Regions from separate parts of the Mus musculus genome. Here region 1 is linked to region 2. Evidence: chromatin contacts called from public Hi-C data. All regions are on one chromosome and are shown on one strand. The core of a region is the stretch at or near the end of the contact, and the rest is flanking DNA. Distances in the headings are between cores, read along the strand shown. Region 1 has its middle 23 kb from the start of Slco6b1. Region 2 overlaps Slco4c1 (solute carrier organic anion transporter family, member 4C1).

Evidence for each region. Hi-C and Micro-C count contacts between places; a contact is called where the count stands out from the background.
Region 1: a contact with region 2 is called in a Hi-C map of olfactory sensory neurons, with 4 times the contacts expected there. The contact joins two enhancer-like sites. A contact is called at or near these places in 3 of 39 promoter capture datasets (the C10 cell line, embryonic stem cells and hippocampal neurons), 7 of 15 datasets of contacts at CTCF or cohesin (embryonic stem cells, hippocampal excitatory neurons, large pre-B cells and 3 more), 188 of 484 Hi-C or Micro-C datasets (the 63-12 cell line, the AML12 cell line, the AtT-20 cell line and 90 more), 18 of 115 datasets of contacts at active chromatin or transcription factors (PVALB interneurons, astrocytes, a beta-TC-6 cell line and 6 more) and 3 of 9 other capture datasets (embryonic stem cells, embryonic tail and pancreatic islet).

Annotation. Positions count from the first base shown.
Region 1 is chr1:97,018,436-97,023,006 of GRCm38.p6, reverse strand. No RefSeq gene overlaps it. Among named protein-coding and RNA genes, the nearest start is that of Slco6b1, 23 kb to the right of the region's middle. Within about 2 kb of position 2,721, at least 9 of the 459 cell types and tissues checked have an H3K27ac peak or open chromatin away from gene starts, as enhancers often do. A contact at or near this core is called in olfactory sensory neurons, where this site is marked.
Region 2 is chr1:96,850,719-96,855,279 of GRCm38.p6, reverse strand. All of the region lies in intron 2 of Slco4c1 (solute carrier organic anion transporter family, member 4C1), which reads left to right. Among named protein-coding and RNA genes, the nearest start is that of Panct2, 18 kb to the left of the region's middle. Within about 2 kb of position 1,584, at least 1 of the 459 cell types and tissues checked has an H3K27ac peak or open chromatin away from gene starts, as enhancers often do. A contact at or near this core is called in olfactory sensory neurons, where this site is marked.

The DNA of each region.
Region 1 (4,571 bases), core at 1,472-3,971, 170 kb before region 2:
CTTCTCTAGGTCCAAACTATTTTGAGTTTTGTAGACTTCTTGTATGTTTATTGGCATCTCTTTCTTTAAGTTGGGGAAGTTTTTTTTCTATAATTTTGTTAAAGATATTTACTGGCCCTTTAAGTGGGAAATCTTCCTTCTCATCTATTCCTATTATCCTTAGGTTTGGTCTTCTCATTGTATCCTGGATTTCCTGGATGTTTTGGGTAAGTATCTTTTTGCATTTCGAATTTTATTTAATTGTTGTGTCAATGTTTTCTATGGTATCTTCTGCATCTGAGATTCTCTCTTCTATCTCTTGTATTCTGTTTGTTATGCTTGCATCTATGGTTCCTGACTTCTTTCCTAGGTTTTCTATTTCCAGTGTTGTCTCCCTTTGTGATTTCTTTATTGTTTCTACTTCCATCTTTAGTCCTGGATGGTTTTGTTCAATTCTTTTACCTGTTTGGATGTATTCTCCTGCATTTTTTAAAGAGAGTTATATATGTCCTTATAGTTCTCCATCATCATCATGAGAAGTGACTTTAGATCCATATCTTGCTTTTCTGGTGTGATGGTATATACAGGACTTGCTATGATCGGGCAGGGTTCCTGTGTCTTTGCTCTAGGTAGCCCCATTTTCCCCAGTTCTGTTGGAACAGATATTGTGTTCCACTCACCAGTGATCCTAAGATCCTGGGGATGCTAGGGCACCTGTGGGGTGGAGAGTCCTCTGGAAACCATGGGACTTTCTGCCAAGTTCAGGCCCTTTTTCTTTCCTTTTTTATAAAGATGTGTTTGTTTGTCTTATTTATTAAGTACATTGTAGCTGTCTTCATACACACCAGAAGAGGACATCAGATCCCATTATAGATGGTTGTGGGCCACCCTGTGGTTGCTGGGAATTGAACTCAGGACCTTTGGAAGAACAATCAGTTCTTAACCACTGAGTAATCTCTCTAACCTGCTTCTTTCCTTTCCTTTCCTTTCCTTTCCTTTCCTTTCCTTTCCTTTCCTTTCCTTTCCTTTCCTTTCCTTTCCTTTCCTTTCCTTTCCTTTCCTTTCCCTTCCCCTCCCCTCCCCTCCCCTCCCCTCCCCTCCCCTCCCCTCCCCTCCCCTCCCCTCCCCTCCCCTCCCCTCCCCTCCCCTCCCCTCCTCTCCTCTCCTCTCCTCTCCTCTCCTCTCCTCTCCTCTCCTCTCCTTTCTCTTCCTGTTCTCTTCTTTTATTTTTTCTTCTTTTAATAGTAATTGTAGAAGCTATGGTTTGGATCTAAAATGTGACCTCTGGGCATTACATGACACCCAAAAGATTGGTGCCAGTTAATGTCTACAACTGGTAGAAATTCTAGATTCTGAAACTTTGTCTAGTGTCACAGATCACTGGAGCTGGGAGGGTGTCAAGCATTACAAGAGTACATCATGTGCTCTACTTCTCATCCATCTCTTTGCTTTGTGCTCACTATGATATAAGCCACCTGGCTCCCCCACTGTTTTACCTAAGTGATGTTCTGTCTTGCTACAGGCCTAAAAACAATGAAACCAACTAACCATAGATTGAAACCTTTGAAACTAGGAGCCAAGAATATAAATCCCCGTCCCCCCCCCCCCCCCGCTTTTAATGTTGTTTCCTTCTTGGATATTTTGCCACTGGGGTGAGAAGTTGAGTAGAACAATATAAAAATGAATGTGGAAGAAAGCTATTTGTTGTTCTTTGACCACAGAAATTTTATTTATATTCTCATTTACTGCCTCAACTTCAATTTAGCACCTAGCGTCCACCAGATACAAAACTGAGCCCTGAACATACAGCAATCAAAACAGTACAGTGCCTGTGTTATAGAAGTTCACTTATATTTTGTGTCTGACAGCAGGAGTTTATACAAATAAAAACAAAAGCTCAAAAGCACAAACACTAAAATCTCATTCTATAGACTGGTATAATTATAGGTCAACTAATTCTCAAGGTTAATTTGATATATATGCTAGTGTGTGTGTGAGTGTGTGTGTGTGTGTGTGTGTGTGTGTGTGTGTGGTGTTGTGCATATGCATATTCCAATATGTGTGGGCATACATACATGTGTGTGTACCAGTGGAAGTACATGTGAAAGTGTGTTTGTATGTAAATAAGGGTCAGACTACAGTGTCTTTGATGATTACTCTGTGTTGTATTTACCAAGGCAGGTTTCTTGGTGTGGCATGCACTATACCAACTGTGCTATCTACCAAGCTCCTAAACTTAATTATTGATACAACCTTATTTAGGTGAAATTCATGTTTACAGTTTTGCTACACATTTTCACAACATGCACACCACTGGGTACATCAGTGCTGACTGTAGGAAAGTAGGTGGAATTTGAGAGTAAACAGTCTGTAATTTGCAAAGAATTCCTAAAATTAGATGTAAGGACTTGAGGACAGCCTCTTCTATGTGATGGACCCAGAATATATTTTTAAATGAATAAATATACTGAACAACACACAACGGGAAACAAAAGAGTTATGCAGTATGCAGCACTCTTGTGATTGGTGGGAATAAACAGCTAAGATGATCAGGACATGAACATCTTCCACGTGAATGCTGGTCTTAGACAGGAATAATCATTGGCATACGTTTCTAGAAGCCATTCTTGGGTCTGGACTTGCTGCCACTTGGGGATTATTTTCATTCTCTGTTCAGAATGGTCACCCCAAATGGTAGAGAAGACTTATGCTTCTGTTTCCTAGCAGCACCTGTCCCTAAAGAACAGTAATGGCCAAGATCATGATGTTATTCCCTCTGTGGCCATGACTATTCAAGGGCTGAATTGTTTCTCATCTAGTTTATGCACATAGTGTTTGAAATATCCTTAGAATATTACGGATGCTTCGCTTTATTTTTAATTTATAGTTTGTTTCTTTTCTATAGTATGCCAATTTTCATAATAAAACATTGAGTGTAATCTTCATTACAGTCTTAAAATAGTTAAAAATAAAAAGATGCAACTAAAAGTGCTTTCCATACCGTATTAATATAAGAAAACCTCTATGTATTTTAAGCGTGGTTACCTAAATTACAGGAGATTTTAAGCATAAGCCTTTATCCTATTGTAAATCTTTATATATGCACATCTTTGGTACAATGCTGTATACAAACACTGAACAGACTCTGATGGGCAGTAGCCCCATGCTTCCTATGTGGCTTTAGCCACATTCTCTGCTCTTTGGACTGTAGTTTAACCAAGGTTCTATCCTTTTTCTTCTCATAGAGAAAGCTTTGTTTTAAATGACATTATGTGTTACAAAATTGTTCCACAAAGGAAGACAGAGCACATTATATCACCATACTTTGCCACATCCTGGAGATGTAGGTTACAAAAGTTGCTTTCCAGAAATTCATGGTGAGGAAACTGATGCCTGTTGAAGTTAAGTAGCTGAACAGAAGTTCTTCAGTGGTACAGATCTGACCCTCTCTCTCCATTGCTCAACACTAACCAGAGGTTAAGAGGTTGTATAAGAAAAGCCACAGCTGCCACCTCTACAAGTGACTTCCCAGTACAAATAATAGTAGGACTTCTGATTACGAATAAGACAAAGGGTGGTAAGAAGGTGGAGAGAAGCTGAAGGAGTTTGGGAGGAAAAAATACAACCAAAGAATATTATATGAATTTTAAAAAATTAAGGGTTTGGTTTGACAACTCTATGAACATCTTTTTTGAGGGTTGTTTCACTAATTTATAAATCTGTGAAAAAAATAACTTTTTCTTAGAAAAGAATGATCCCATTTTATCTTCTTATGTCTTTTCTTTGGCCTGACTGTTATTTGATCAAAGAACAGGCTTACCAAGGCTCAGCAGCCATTTTCTGATCCTCCAGTAGAGGGCACCATGTTTCACAGTTTTAAAAAAAGTAGCTGAAAATGTGAAGCCTGCAAGGCACCTGGAAAGAGGCCATTTCTTTTTAGACACTGATGACTGACATTTTCATTGAGCAAGAGAAAGCTATAAATTAATGGCAAATTACAGATTAAACAGCAGAGATTTAATTTGTGTTTCTTTAAACAGATACACTATAAAATTTAAAATAATAAGAATTCCCACTATACATTATTGTTTTTTTATTAGATATTTTCTTTATATACATTTCAAATGTTATCCCGAAAGTTCTCTACACCCTTCCTCTGCCATGCTCCCCTACCCACCCACTCCCGCTTCTTGGCCCTGGCATTCCCCTGTACTGGGGCACATAAAGGTTGCAATACCAAGGGGCCTCTCTTCCCAGTGATGGCTGGCTAGACCATCTTCTGCTACATATGGAGCTAGAGACACGAGCTCTGGGGGTACTGGTTAGTTCATATTGTTGTTCCACCTATAGGGTTGCAGACCCCTTCAGCTCCTTGGATGCTTTCTTTAGCTTCTCCATTGGGGGCCCTATGTTCCATCTTATAGATGCCTGTGAGCATCCACTTCTGTATTTGCCAGGCACTGGCATAGCCTCATACGAGGCAGCTATAAAAACCCCATATTTAAAAGTATACATGAAGAAGAAGTTTAAAGATTGAATTCCCCATTACATGTTTCTCCCACTCGTAAAACATCTTATGCTGCAAACTCTCA
Region 2 (4,561 bases), core at 335-2,834:
AGTTGTGCTCTATTTTTATCAGATAAAGAAGTCCAGGATCCCTGTTGGCCTCTACTCTTTAGCAAAGAAAAAGGCTCCCTGTTTACTGGATGCTACGGACCTCTCTAGAACATTACTGATATGCTTTCTGAGAGAAAGGAATGGCTACATGGACACAAAATTGGAGTTTGCGGGCTTGTTCTGGTTAGAATATGCAGAAAGTCCTGACTGCTAGGTAGGCTTTCTCTTATCCTCTCTCAGAAGAAGCCAAGGAGGACATGGGTGCTGCATTGTTGGATAAAGCAATGTGGCACGAATCAGCCCAGGGGTGGGGCTCCTGACTTCTCGCTGGAGGCCAGTGTCCTAGCTCTCTTTGTCTTCTAGGTTTTAGCTCCAAAGGATGGAAAAGGGAAGCAAAAATAAAACTCAAGGGATCACTATCATGTAATTTCTTGGGTAATCAATATCACTAGCCAGTAGGTCTTCATCCTCAGAATCTTCTTATAATCACTTCTATTAATTAAACAGAATGACTATTGTGGTGTTAGAGGGGAAATAGGTGAAAGTATATGTATACCACCTTCACGGAGAAATCCTCTCTCTGCTTTATCATTGCATCCCTCGCGTTTTGTATCACATTGGTGAAATGTAACTCTTTGAATGATTTGATGTTGATGAACGAGGGACCTGTACAACCTGCCGTCTGGATAAACTTGCTTACACATTAGCATCAACTCTCAGATCACTATGGCTTCACGAGTCAATCCTATTTTGTATTTACTCAGCATGGTTTTCATTAGTGAGCTACAGCTCATCTGTAGTCACCTTTATAGGAAGGTTGCTGGTGAATAACTTTATGTATTTACATTCTGTAAATTTCAGAATAAAGGAAGGGACCAGTCATTCTCAGGTTTTCCAAGCAGTTGTCTGGAAGTGACTTAGCTCACCTCCACCTTTTTACTGTGTAAAACAACTGACAGGCTAAGTGCTAAATATGCTCACCCTGATGTCAATGGGGAAAGGAAATTTAGTCATTTTCCTAGGGGGGCAACTGATAATTTTTACATAGTAACAACCACAAAAGGAAGTACTAAGGCTGAATAATGCGATACTTTAGATCCGTTTTCAAAATCAACACACAGCAAGATGGAACATGGACTCGTATTTGCTGAAGTTTTTTTTTTTTTTTTTTTTGCTCCACAGAGATTAATCTTATTCCTGTCCATTCTGTTTCTTTTAATTGTCTTATAATAAACATCAAAACAAAGTTACTTTTCCTACCTATAGGAACACTTACCAGCACTGGGGAGACAAAGAGACACAGTGAACAGCCATCCTGTAGTGTAAGAGGTGAGGTGTCAGCCAATGTTGTCTATAAACTTCAAGGTAATAAATAGTTTCAGCCTTAGTTCTATTCAGTCTGTTACAGTTGCTTAACACTGTGGTTGCCCCAAGAAAGCAGGCCTCGTAACATATTAAAGAAATGGGCATGTTGTGTTTCCATCAACTCCTACTTAGAAAAGCAGTGCAGGCGATGGAATGGGGTAATTGTTTGTATTCTCAGGCCTTTGTGGCTGCGGGTGTTTGGACTTTGGCAGTACTGAATTCCCAATGGAGAAAAGCTCTGGAGTGTTCCCTTTGCTAAAGTCTAACCTTGCCTTTGCTAGAAGGTGAGTTTACTGGGCCGAGAAAGAGACTGGTCTTGTTTATTGCTATATTTGTCATGTATTGGGATAGTTTATATAATTACATTTTTTGTCTCTCTGCTCATTTTGACATTCTCACCATTTTGCATTTCTATCAGCTCTTAACACACTTTTATAATATTCAGGTCATCCAATTTTATGAATTATTAGGCTTTTATTTTGCATCATTTCCATTATTTTTGGGTCAGTCTTTCAGCCATGCAGAAGTCATAATGGCTGTTTCTCAGGGGTTAAAGGGGTTAAGGTGTACATGGCCTTATAAAGTCTAATTAATAGAACTAACACAGAAGGCCGTTGCTATTAAGTCTTACTTTAAAATGTATTTTTAGAGTAAATTTTGCTTTTGCAACAATAAATTCACAGAAGATCTAATGAATGCTCATTGTTTGAAATGTTCTCTCACTGCCCGCTCTGATCTAAGATTCAAAATAACGTCCACCTTCAGAAGTGAAACTGGCCCCCTTTCCCAAGTGGGTTTCAAGGGGTGCACTGAGGATCTAAGCTGAAGAAAACTGTAACTCTCACGAAAAAGACAAATCTGAATCTTTTGTATAACACAAATTCTTTTTTAACCATACATTTTTATAGGCTATTTTATTTATTTACATTTCAAATATAACACAAGTTCTTAACATTTTATTACATCAAAAGCATAAGTGGGTTTATTGGCCCAGAGTCATTATCGGTGGTGAAGGCAGAGTAGGATTGTAGACTATGTGTAGTCTCCCTAACCCATGCCAGGGAGTTCAGATATCACCTATTTATTTATTTATTTATATTGAAACTGCTAGCAAGGGAGTAGAAATATTCAGGCTTTGTACATTCAGGCTATATATCCTGGAGAGTGGATAACTCCACAATGTCATCAAAGGTCTGGAGGACTTAGGAGTGATTACTAAAATATTATTCCTCATTGATACGTGTTTGTCCAGTGCAAATTCACTCAAGAACAACTGTCAGTCATTGCAAGCACTAGCAGGAGGTGGTACTTGTTGCAGCTCCAACTCCAGATTTGGTATCTGTTCTTTAATACTTTGGTGTTCTCTTACACATGGGATACAGTTCTTTGTTACTTACAAAGACAGGGAAGGTTTGCTGTTCTGTAGGGCCATACAATCACAACATTATTACGTATTTAAGACAAAGTCTTTTGTTCCTAAAAACTTATGCTCTATTTTATTATTTATTTTGAGTGTGTGGTGGTGTCTTAGGGTTTTACTGCTGTGAACAGACACCATGACTAAGGCAACTCTTATAAAGAACAACATTTACTTGAGGCTGGCTTATAGGTTCAGAGGTTCAGTCCATTATCATCAAGGTGGGAGCATGGCAGTATCCAGGCAGGCATGACACAGGCAGAGCTAAGAGTTCTACATCTTCATCCAAAGGCTGCTAGTGAAAGACTGACTTCCAGGCAACTAGGATGAGGGTCTTAAGCCCATACCCACAGTGACACACCTACTCCAACCAGGTCACACCTATTCCAACAAGGCCATACCTACGAATGGTGCCACTCCCTGGTCCAAGAATATACAAACCATGACAGGTGGTATGGGCATGTGTGTGCGCACAGCATTGCAAGCATGTGGAGGCCCGAGAATAGTTTGCAGAAGTCATTTCTCTCCTACTTCATCGCTTCTTGTGATTAAACTTGGGTCTTTAGGGATCTGCCCATTGACCAGCATACTATCTCAGTATTATGTAAATTCTCATGATCTTTGCTGTAACACTGTTGTAGACAATTAGTCATGCATGCAAATATTTTTATTACAGCTACTAGAGAATGGAAAGACTCTTCTGCAGTTTCTTTCTAGAGTAGGGTACAGTGACATGTCTTAACATGAGGCAATGCATAGGAAATGCCCCCATAGCAAACAATTATTTGTTATCTAATAACAACAGTTCCAAAGCAGTGATTATTTCATAGCATAGAATGTCACACTGGCCGTCAATATTGATGGAATTAAGCGAATTGGATATGATGTACTGAAAGCAACTGGTAAAGTGCATGCATGCCAGAAGATAAAGGACTACTAAAGCAGTGAAATCTGCTAGGACTTAGCTTCTGAGACCCTGTCACAGTGTCCATTGTGTGCCTTACATACTATGCTATAACCACAACACTTAGCATGGCTTAGAGTTCAGAAACACCGTCTAAATTGTTAGTCAGCTATTAGACTTTGTATATGGCTACCAGGTTTCAGTGGGAAGAAAATAAGTCAAAGTTCTGTACCAGATGCTGGCTGTGTTGGTTGCAGAGTGGGTGGAAATGGGCAACTTCTGGCAGGTTTTTCTAGGGAAATGAGGGAGACTAATTGTGTTTTTCTCAGTGAAATAGCAACCATTTGTTTCTTTTCTGCATTACTGGTTTGCAGGCCTATACTGTGTCTTGTAATTAAAATAGAAAGGAAGTATGTCTATAAGTAACTTCTATAATTTGCGATAGAAATTCAAAGAATTTTTCATAAAGATTCTATCAAGAAAAATAACAAACACTTTTTTCAGTGCTAAAAATTGAACCATTTGCCTTGAGGGTGTTAGGCAAACATTCAACCATATAATATTCGTAGTCCTGCTGCTGATTGTTGAATAATAACAACCCTTGGCCTAGCTATTGAAAAAAAATGATTAGAGAAGATTAGTCAAGGGATCTAGGCAGTTGACTCAGAAAGTAAGAAGATCTCTTCTTTTTTAAAAAAATATTTATAATTAGATATTTTCTTTATTTACATTTCAAATGTTATTCCCTTTCCTAGTTTCCTCTCCAAAAATCTCCTACCCCCTACCCCTGCTCCCCAACCCACCCACTCCCACTTCCTGGTCCTGGCATTCCCCTATACTGGGGCATAGAACCTTTTTACATAAACATGGGGACC